Linked DNA regions of Mus musculus: region 1 is linked to region 2. A link is a contact called in public Hi-C data. All regions are on one chromosome and are shown on one strand. Each heading gives the region's core, a stretch centred on a gene start, on an enhancer-like site or on the middle of the called end of the contact. The rest is flanking DNA. Distances are from core to core; before and after follow the strand shown. Region 1 overlaps Srgap1 (SLIT-ROBO Rho GTPase activating protein 1). Region 2 holds the start of D930020B18Rik (RIKEN cDNA D930020B18 gene).

Region 1 (4,732 bases), core at 1,631-4,130, 220 kb after region 2:
GGGCTGGTTAGAATCCTGGACTCGGGATAGGCAGGTGTCGGGCGGGGCTTGCTGCCAAGCTTGTCGATCTGAGATCGAGCTCCTGGACCCCCCACATTGGGGAATGATAGAACTGGCTTCTACAGGCTATTCTCTGATTTCCACACATTTGCTATGGCCTGTGCTCCACGTATATACACAATCACACATTAAAAAAAACAAAAACAAAAACAAACCCCTTAAACTGTTTAAAAATACAGAATATTTAGCTCTACCCTGACTCATTAGTCTGCAGTTTAAGAAGGATGCATAGTTTAATGATTAAACACTGGAGACACTTCCCTAGAACACTCGAGTGTCAAGGTCTTGTGACCCTGCCCTTTGGGGGTGCTGTTTCCCCAAGCTGACAAGAGGAGTTGATTATGATTTGATTTATAAAAATTGGCAAACAGCTATGATGTCACAAGTAATACAATTGTGAAATGCAGCAACTGGCTCACTACCATCCATCTCTGGTGGAGTCAGCTGCGCCCCAAATACAGAGAGAATGATTCATTTTGGTTAATTTGGAGATTCTAGGCTCAAGTGAACAAAGACTTCTTTTATTCCTCTTGCTTCTCCCAATCTATAATGGTTCCCTGCAGTTTTGTATACATCAGAGAGATTGGGGAAAAAAATAATCATTCTATCTTCCAATAACATCTTATTTTATAAAGACTCGGGTTTGAAAAGGAAACGGGCCCCATTTCTTTAATATGGACTAGTGCTTAAAATCAGTCTACTATTCAGAACGAAGACAGCATCTTCCACCTGATTATATGGAAGCAAGAACTGCTGCTTCGCTGTGTAAGTAGTGATTCAGGTGGGAGGCTGAAATACAAAGAGGAGACTGAAACTGAGAAAGGCCTTTCACTCCAGACACAACCTGTGCTCCTTAGAGCTTAAAAGAGAAAGGGTAACTGGAGGAGAGGGGGAGGGAAGGAGGGGAGCAAAGGTGGAAGGGACAGAAGGGAGGGAGGAAGAAGAAAGGAAGGGAGGGAGGGAGGGAGGGAGGGAGGGAGGGAGGGAGGGAGGGAGGGAGATAAAATGGAGGGAGGGCAGAAAGAATTCTGACCCCAACTACCAAACCAACTTGGTGTTTTGAAGAGCAGCTACAAAGTTTCCATCATCCCCCCTAACACTTCACTCCACCAAAGGACAAAAGCCCTGTGGGTTTCTATTTCCACTATAGCCAAGTGGATCCTGTCGGTGTGAGATCTGGTTTCACAATGGCTTCTTAATCAGACAGTGGAACAGACATCTGGCTAAGGAACTCCATTTGCCTAGCAGGTACTTCTGGACTTTTCCCTCCTAGGCGGGAGGTGTATGTGCGTGCGCATGCGTACTTCTGTGCTGGCTTCTGACAGGCAGTCTGTCTCGGGCCCCTATGGTGTTCATAGGTCCATAAAGCCACTTAGTTGGCGTGAATTTCTTACTTCTGTTATGTAACATTTCCAAATTCTAGATTTCTCAAGCATCCTGAACTTAAAAGGAATAATAAACACGGGGTGGGAGGCAGGGAGGAGAGAAGGTTCGTCAAGGGCTACTGAGAGAAAGCCTTGCCACAGAGGAGTCTCTTTTTCTAAACCAGAAGCTGAAATGACATTGGATATGTTAGGACTCAAAGATATTTGGCTAAAAAGGTCTCAAGTGATTCTATGGTGCTTATGAATTATTAATGAGACACGAAAGGCCAGCTTCTGCACAGAGAGCTGAGTTATAGCCCAAGCACATTCAATGATGAAAATACATAGGAAACCAATAAACTACTTCATTCACACAAAGCTCTGTTATTCTGGCAGATGAAGAACTCTAGATGAATGCACAACATCATAGACCCAAAAAGTGGGGGAGGAAGGGCTGTTGGAATCAAAAGCATGCATTAAAATTAAAAAAAAAATCTTCAGATGTTTAAAAATCCTAAGCACTGCCAAAATTCAGCATACTAGGTGTTAGTCTAAGCACAGCAGGCTAACCACAGCCCAAAGGGTTGCAACCAGTATGCAAGGGAAGCTGAGATGAAGCATCAAGGACAGCGACTAACACAATCACTTCGTGGACCCCGGCTCCCCAGAAGGCCCCTTGCTTTCCCTGCCTCTCTGCCCTCCTTTAGCGCACATTCCATGACACCAGGAGCCCGCAAGAGAAAGAGAGGCCCATTGGACACGCAAACTTTATATGCCCCAGTACAGGGGAACGCCAGGGCCAAAAAGGGGGAGTGGGTGGGTAGGGGAGTAGGGGTGGGTGGGTATGGGGGACTTTTGGTATAGCATTGGAAATGTAAATGAGCTAAATACCTAATAAAAAATGAAAAAAGAAAAAAAAGAAGTCTGGTGTTGCTGATTCCCCAAGTCCTAGCCAAGGACGTCTGCAGGGCAGTTCTGGAAGCTCACAGAGGAGAGCCCCAAGCACCCTGTGACTCCAGTAGCTATGGGAACTGAGAGGAGGAGGGGGTGTTGCCTATTTTCCTGAAGAAGTCTCACCTTCACCCATGTACTGTGCCCTTGGCCTGAGAGATCTGAGTGGCCTTTTCTTCTGATTCCTACATCTGGATTTCACTTCTAACAAAGCACAGCTAGGTTTATATAAGATCCCCATCCCCCATAGACCAGGCATGCGCCCTGAGCAGGGGAAAGAGGTGAACAGGACTTCACACGCTGGAGGGGCACAGGCTCCTCAGGAGAAAGGTGCTTACCGCAGTGGGTTACCAAGCACACCTTTGACTCTTACTTTGCCATGGATATCGGATAAAGACTTTCCTCACACCTTAGTTTGAGTCTTTCTGAAAAACAGGACAAGCCAAGGGCAGAAGGATTCTAAAAACAGCAGCTCTCGTGTGCCCACGAGTGGCTTTCGAGGCCCTAGAAGGACGTGAGTCCAAAGTTCCCAGATTAGCAGTCAAGTGAAGGAGTCCCTGCTTTGGAATCGCGTCTCCTCGTCCTCCACATTTCCGTCTGGACATTTATTACTTTAACCCAGAAGCCATAGACACATTTTGTGAGAAATAAACATCCCATGGGGGTCAAGCCAGATACCTTAACTTTCACAAGCACATTTTATACATTTTATATTGTGCCTCTCAGGGTTTCTGAGAATCCCCCGAAAGCTGGCAATTCCATTCGTGTTGCTCTTCTATCAACTGTGGCCAAACGCTTAATAAGAACAAAGTTTCAGAGTTCCCCCTGAGCAATGGGAAGATCTCAGTGGTACATCTCCTTACCAGGACTAGATACAAAGTAGGAACCGGGACTGATACTGACTGCTGATAGGTCCCAATGAACACCTTAATAGTCACCTGTTCCCTGAAGCATCTCCCACCCACCAGACTCATTCTCTCAGGGGGAAAAAGTCTCTGTAACAAATGCAAATAAAATCAAGAGGAAGGAGAGAGATCAGACACAGTGAGCTCAAATACAGGCGATACAGTAAATGTTATAGAAAGACTAAGGGGTCAGAGGAGTGTCAAGACTCCAGAAGGAAGCCTGCTGGTCTTTTATTTAGGGCAGTGGGTGTGCACTCGAGGAAGGATTGACTCTTGTAAACTTCTGCAACAAAGCACACAGGCCCCAAGCAAGGAAGTGCCCTGTGGTTTTGTGGGACAGACAGCTCAGCACACTGAAGCTTAGCAAGTGATGGCAAGGTGTAGATGGAACTGGGAGGCAGGTGGGTACCAATTCATAATGGATAATTACAAATATTCAGCTCTTACGCTAAGGGTTCAGGAGACCTCTGAGGAATTTCAAACATGTCTGATTTCTGACTTTTAGTACTCTGATAGTGTGGGAAGAGGGTAGAGCTTTGGAAGCCATGAGTGTAGGTTGTGGGGGTACATTTCATGGAATGGAGGGACGGACGGACGGACGGAAGGAGGTAACATGGGCAGGTGGTGAGGAGAAAGCCCAGGAGTCCAAGCTTGTCATAAGAAGTGGGACGTAGTTTTGGAATCTTTACGAGGAAGAGATCGTGGGATTTGCTGATGTATTCTATGGGAGGAAAGTGGTAGCATTTCTTGGGGTGTGGAAAATTACTAAGAAGAAAGCTGTCTGTACAGAGGGTGGGGAAGGTTGGGAAAATAGATATTAAAGGTGCTTAGGGAGTTATGAGTGTTCAGAATGCCCACACATGTGTACAACCGCTGGCAGGAAACTGATACACATATCCAGAGCCTGGGGAGAGGATCAGGGCTGATGATAGGAATCTAAGGGCCATCATTTAGATGCAACCAAGAGAAGAAGCAAAAGACAGAGATTTGGGGTCTCACTTCGGGGGCTTTTTGACATTCAGAGATCCAGAGGAATATGGCCAAGCAAACACTGGAGACAACAGCAGCAACAACAACGACAACCACCACCAGTCCTTATTTAGGGACTTCCTTGAAGCAAAAGCCTGTGGCATCCCTGCTGGAAGAAACTTTAAAATGCTACTTCCTTCAGTCACCTAACTCGTTTCAGTTTTTAAACACCCCTCAAAAATCACAATGGACTAAAACTATGTCTACATTAGTCTTCATGATCAGTAGGATGCGTTAACCCAACGAACACAGTCTCTGTAATCTTTCTAATAAGAGTTCGGGTCTAACGGGGGAAATGTGGTACCACTTTTTGGTAAGTTTTCACAGATGACTCGATACCACCATGTGTGTGTGGGGCGTGGTCCTGACGAATTAAGGAAGGCGAACTCTGAATAAGTTGGTCTTTAGTGACATAGTATGTCC
Region 2 (4,576 bases), core at 60-2,559:
TATTTGTCACTGAGCTGCTGTGAGGGTAACTATCAGGCAGAGTTGAGGGTCCTTGCCTTTCTATTGGCTTAAAGTGGCAAAGGTCCTTTACCAGCAAAGCTTGTAACCATGGTGAGAGTCAATTTTTATCTATCGGCTGAGGAGTCAGACAGAGCAGATTCTGGGGACACTGAGTGCTAGGCCACACAGAATTTGAGATTCTGCCAGCAGGTGGCACTTCCTCCCCACTCCGAGCAATTACATGCTAAGAAAAGAAACAATGACTTACTCTTTCCCTGCTGTGGTGAGTTGTTCACCATATCTGGTTGTATACTGAGACACATCTATGCTCTTCTCCCATGATGAATTTGGAATTGTTTACAATATTCAGCTCATAATAGTAAAGTATGAAAAGGGAGACTATAAATCACCGTAAGGAACATCAGACTTTATTGAGGTCTGTTAGCAAATAGAGGAATAATATAGTTTCATTGTATCATCTCCATGAATTTACTTTTGAGACAGGGTTTTGCCGTGCATCCCAGAACTCACTAGATTAACAAAGGTAGACCTCCAGTTTATGGCTTGTCCTCAGGCCTGTCTCTGGAATCCTGGACCTACAAATGTGGGCCAGCTCCATCCTCGGGTCTTTCTATGAGTGGGAAGGGGGAGAAAGATGGGTTTTCCGGGGTTTGAAATAAAAATGGAAGCGCACACCTAGGGCAAGTTTCTATTGTGCTTCCTAGCACGCCAACCTAACATACAGCGTTATTCCTGGCCAGCTCGCAAACGTGAAGCAACCCCTTTATTGCTCTGCATCTCTAAGGTTACATAATCACATCCTTCAACCCATCGGCTTCCAGAGGGCCCTTCCACCTGGCATTCATTTTCCGCATCGTTCTAGGCATCGGGGACACAGACGCACGGCTTGTATGGCTTGAGTTACCAAAACAGTTTGTAAGGGTCTTTGGAGACTCCTGCCTCTAAGACAAAGCTTGAAAGTCACAGCAGGCAGTGTTATGGTAATTATAGGATTCTCAACTCCGCAAAATCCCATCGGTTTCAAGTTTCTCTTTAACAGGAAATCAGATTCAAACCGGCCTCCGTTATCAGTGGAGTTTTTAATGTGACCATGTGGCTCAGTAGCTGAAAAGGGGCCGTATTTCTTCCCAGACCCTTGAGTACTTCTCCTTGTCAATCAACACTTTAGTCTTGCTCCGCCCATCGCTGTGTAGGTGAGGACGAAGTTTAGGGGCGGGACCGGGCGGGGCAGGGGGCTCGGGGAACACGACTCCGGAGCTGGTTCCTGAAGCAAGGTCCGGCTCCGGGCACCGGGACGCGCTGGTGGCAGAGGCGGCAGGCGCGCGGCTTTGTGGCGCGCGCGGGTTCCACTGGGTGTCGTGGAGTCGCAGCCACCCAGGATACTCTGCCTGGTCGCGGGTGTCGCATGGCAAGCCCCGCGCGATCCGGCTTCCCCGGGCGCACGAACAGCCGTCTGGACGCGTTCTTGCGGCGGCACCTGCCTCCGGAGGTGTACGACGCGGTCCGCGCCTACGAGCCGTGCATCGTGGTGTCGGACGCCGAGAAGCACACGTTCAAGTACGTGGTGCTCAGCGACCGGCTCATCTACCTGACCGAGAACCCGCCCAAGTCCATCCGGCGGGTAGTGGCTTTGCGGGACGTCGTGGCCATTGACCTGGTGAGGATTGCGGGCGGGCAGGCTCCTTCCTAAACTCTCGCATCCCCCTCTGGCGCTGGAGAAAGGAGGAACACCTTCCCCATCCCGCCCCGGACTTCATCTCTTGTCAGTGAAAGCAGCTGCGTGGAAAAGCTGGGGTTTGATGTAGAATTTCAAATAAACAAGTTCTCCCGTTCTCCTCCTGAAAACCCTCTGCTCCCAAATTGGGCAACAGGTTTGACAACCAGTCTCGCTATAGTGACAAGCCTCTTGTTCATTAAGCACCTACTCCGTGCGGGTACCGTGCTGCACCTCTTCTGCAGGAACGGGAGACCACACCTGTGCAAGCCAGCGCCGCCACGCTTTGTTTACTTTCTTGCCGCTCATGTGTAGTCCACACGTGACTGGTCCAGAAAAAGTGCGTGAGCGAATAATTTGCGTGATGTGCACAGGATCCGTGCGTCTTTCAGGCTGGCCACTTAATTCAAACGGAGTGGGGAAGCTTCCTGGAAGGAGTGTCCTCAGGACTGAGTCTCAAGAGATACAGTCTTGCCCTGGGTTTTAGAGTAGCCACTGTTTCCCTCTCCTCTGGGAATAGATTGACTTTAAGACGCAGCAGCTGATTGGAGGCACAGCCTCCTCTCCTGTTTCTCCTTTTATTGATTGCCTCCAGGTCTCTTTGTCTGAGCTGCTTTCCAGGTGTTCCTAGTTCCTCTGGGACTTGTGTCTAGCCTTTACTCTCGCTTGCCTAAGTCTGTGTCCCCATGGGAGTAGTTGGCAAGGCTGTTGATGAAGCTGTTTTGCCCACAGAACAGTAACTTGGCTTTAACACATTTATAAGAAAATAATACAATTAAATAATTTTCTTTTTAAATTCTACTCAGATGTCGGCTGTGGCTACCTTTGTTTCTTTGAAACTTTTATTACACTTTTTATTTTGTGTGCACGTGTATATTTGTGAGTGTGTGTGTGCGTGTGTGTGTCATGGTGAGAATGTGGAGGTCTGAGGAGTTTGTGTAAGTCAGTTCTCTCAGTTTGTGGGTCTTGGAACTTGAACACAGGTGTTGAGGCTTGGCATTAAGCAAGCAGCTCTCTGAGCTGCTGAGCCAGCTGGCCTGCTCTCTTTTCCTTCCCTTTCCTCTCCTTTCTTTTTTCTTTGAGTAAAAGAAGTAAATCCTTGACATTATTTCCACTCTTTTGAACTAATTAGAAATAAATTGCCATATAAATAAACTGCAGTGTGTGCATGTGTATCCCAGAACCTTGTGCTAGATAAGTGCTCTACCAGCGTACGGCCTTGCAGTCTGAGCAAATGTGCTAGAAAGCTTTTTTGCACCCAGCATTTTTAGCGTCTTTAGTGAAAATATTTGTTGTTTCGACAAAACTGTGATGATTTTTTGATATTGCTATTCTTCCCCAACAGACACAGTCTGTTGGTAGCTGTATATACTACTTTAAGGTGTCAGAGAGAGAGAGAGAGAGAGAGAGAGAGAGAGAGAGAGAAAGCGAGCAGCACAGTAATATTCCTTAGGGTCCAGAAACCCAGAATCAACTCTGTGAAAAGAAGCTCTATAACTTCTCATGCTTTATGGACGGATTTGCCTTTCAGGAATTCAGGAGAGTTTTTTGTTGTTGAAGAGACTCTGGCCAGCCTGTGTGTGGCAAGCATGGCTCTGGCAGGCTTTGCCCTTCTCCCCCATTCCCTCTGCCTGGCAAAAAACAAAACAAAAAACAAAAACGAAAACAACCACCACCACCACCACAACAACAACAAAACATTAGATTACATTCCTAAACTCCCAACGTCACTTCCCTATTTGGCCAATTCCTCCTCCTGAGGCTGACTACCAAGGTCCAGCTAAATTAAAGTATTGAAGTCCAGCAATCAAAAGCCCCCTTTGGCTCACCTAATTAACATGCTCAATTAAAATGAAATACCTTATCCTAACATGGGGTTCCCTATTTTATCTTATAAACCACCGTTTGCCCTTGGGCCACACCTCTCTCCCCTCCATCCAGAGGCAGTCCTTTGCCCCACTCTGGGACAAATACCCCTTCCCCTTTCCCTTGCCTGCCCCCCCCCTTTGGTCTTTCCCCTCTTCCTCCATCACCTATCTCTGTTCCTTATCCCCACCCTCTGTCCCTCTGGGACAAATCTCTTTTGTGCCGAGAACTTGGTCTTGGGGGTCCTGAGCCAATACTTTTCCATTCAGCTGTTTTTGTTTTTGAGATAAGTTTCTCTGTATAGCCCTGGCTGTCCTGGAACTCACGCTGTAGACCAGGCTGGCCTCTAACTCAGAGATCCGCCTGCCTCTGCCTCCTGAGTGCTGGGACTAAAGGTGTGCACCACCAACACCTATCTGTTGAATATGCAGAAGAATATTAATGCATGATGACTAAATTCAACCTCCTGTTTGCAAACAAAACGAAACAACTCCCCCCAAACAAACAAACAAACAACACGAGAAGAATATGTAACATCTATAAATGTTCTGCACAAATATAAGATTTAAATATTGTTACTAGGTTTATGGTCCATCTTGCAAAATGTAGGTTAGCTTTGGAAGGCTCCAAACCCCTGGAACTTGTGACTATGTTATATCACAAGGGAAATTACGAATGCCACTTAATGGACTTAAGTAAAGGAGGCATCTGAACTGGGCCTGGTGGCCCATGTCTTCATCCCAGCTCTCAAGAGGTAGAGGCAGAGGACATGAGTTTAGGGCCAGCCTGGGCTACATAGACCCCACTGAAAACGTTAATAAACAGGGGCTGTAGAGGTGGCTCATCAGTTCAGAGTGCTTACAGAGGGACCCAAGTTCAGGTCCCAACACCCACATCCCGTGGTTCACAGCCTCCTGTAACTCCAGCACCAGGGGACATGAAGCCTGTCTTCCTTGGTACCTACATTCACATTCA

The links. A called contact is a pair of places that touch in the nucleus more often than the background predicts.
Region 1: a contact with region 2 is called in a Hi-C map of embryonic stem cells, with 2.0 times the contacts expected there. The contact joins the enhancer-like site here to the promoter of D930020B18Rik in region 2. A contact is called at or near these places in 6 of 39 promoter capture datasets (the C10 cell line, the HPC-7 cell line, embryonic stem cells and 2 more), 8 of 484 Hi-C or Micro-C datasets (the C10 cell line, cortical neurons, embryonic stem cells and 2 more) and 2 of 9 other capture datasets (adipose tissue and embryonic stem cells).

Annotation. Positions count from the first base shown.
Region 1 is chr10:121,858,656-121,863,387 of GRCm38.p6, forward strand. The region is part of intron 6 of Srgap1 (SLIT-ROBO Rho GTPase activating protein 1); the gene reads right to left. Among named protein-coding and RNA genes, the nearest start is that of Gm46183, 66 kb to the left of the region's middle. Within about 2 kb of position 2,881, at least 13 of the 459 cell types and tissues checked have an H3K27ac peak or open chromatin away from gene starts, as enhancers often do.
Region 2 is chr10:121,640,392-121,644,967 of GRCm38.p6, forward strand. D930020B18Rik (RIKEN cDNA D930020B18 gene) reads left to right here and starts at 1,310. Exons shown (of 13, transcript NM_177335.4): 1 at 1,310-1,678. The coding sequence starts at 1,427.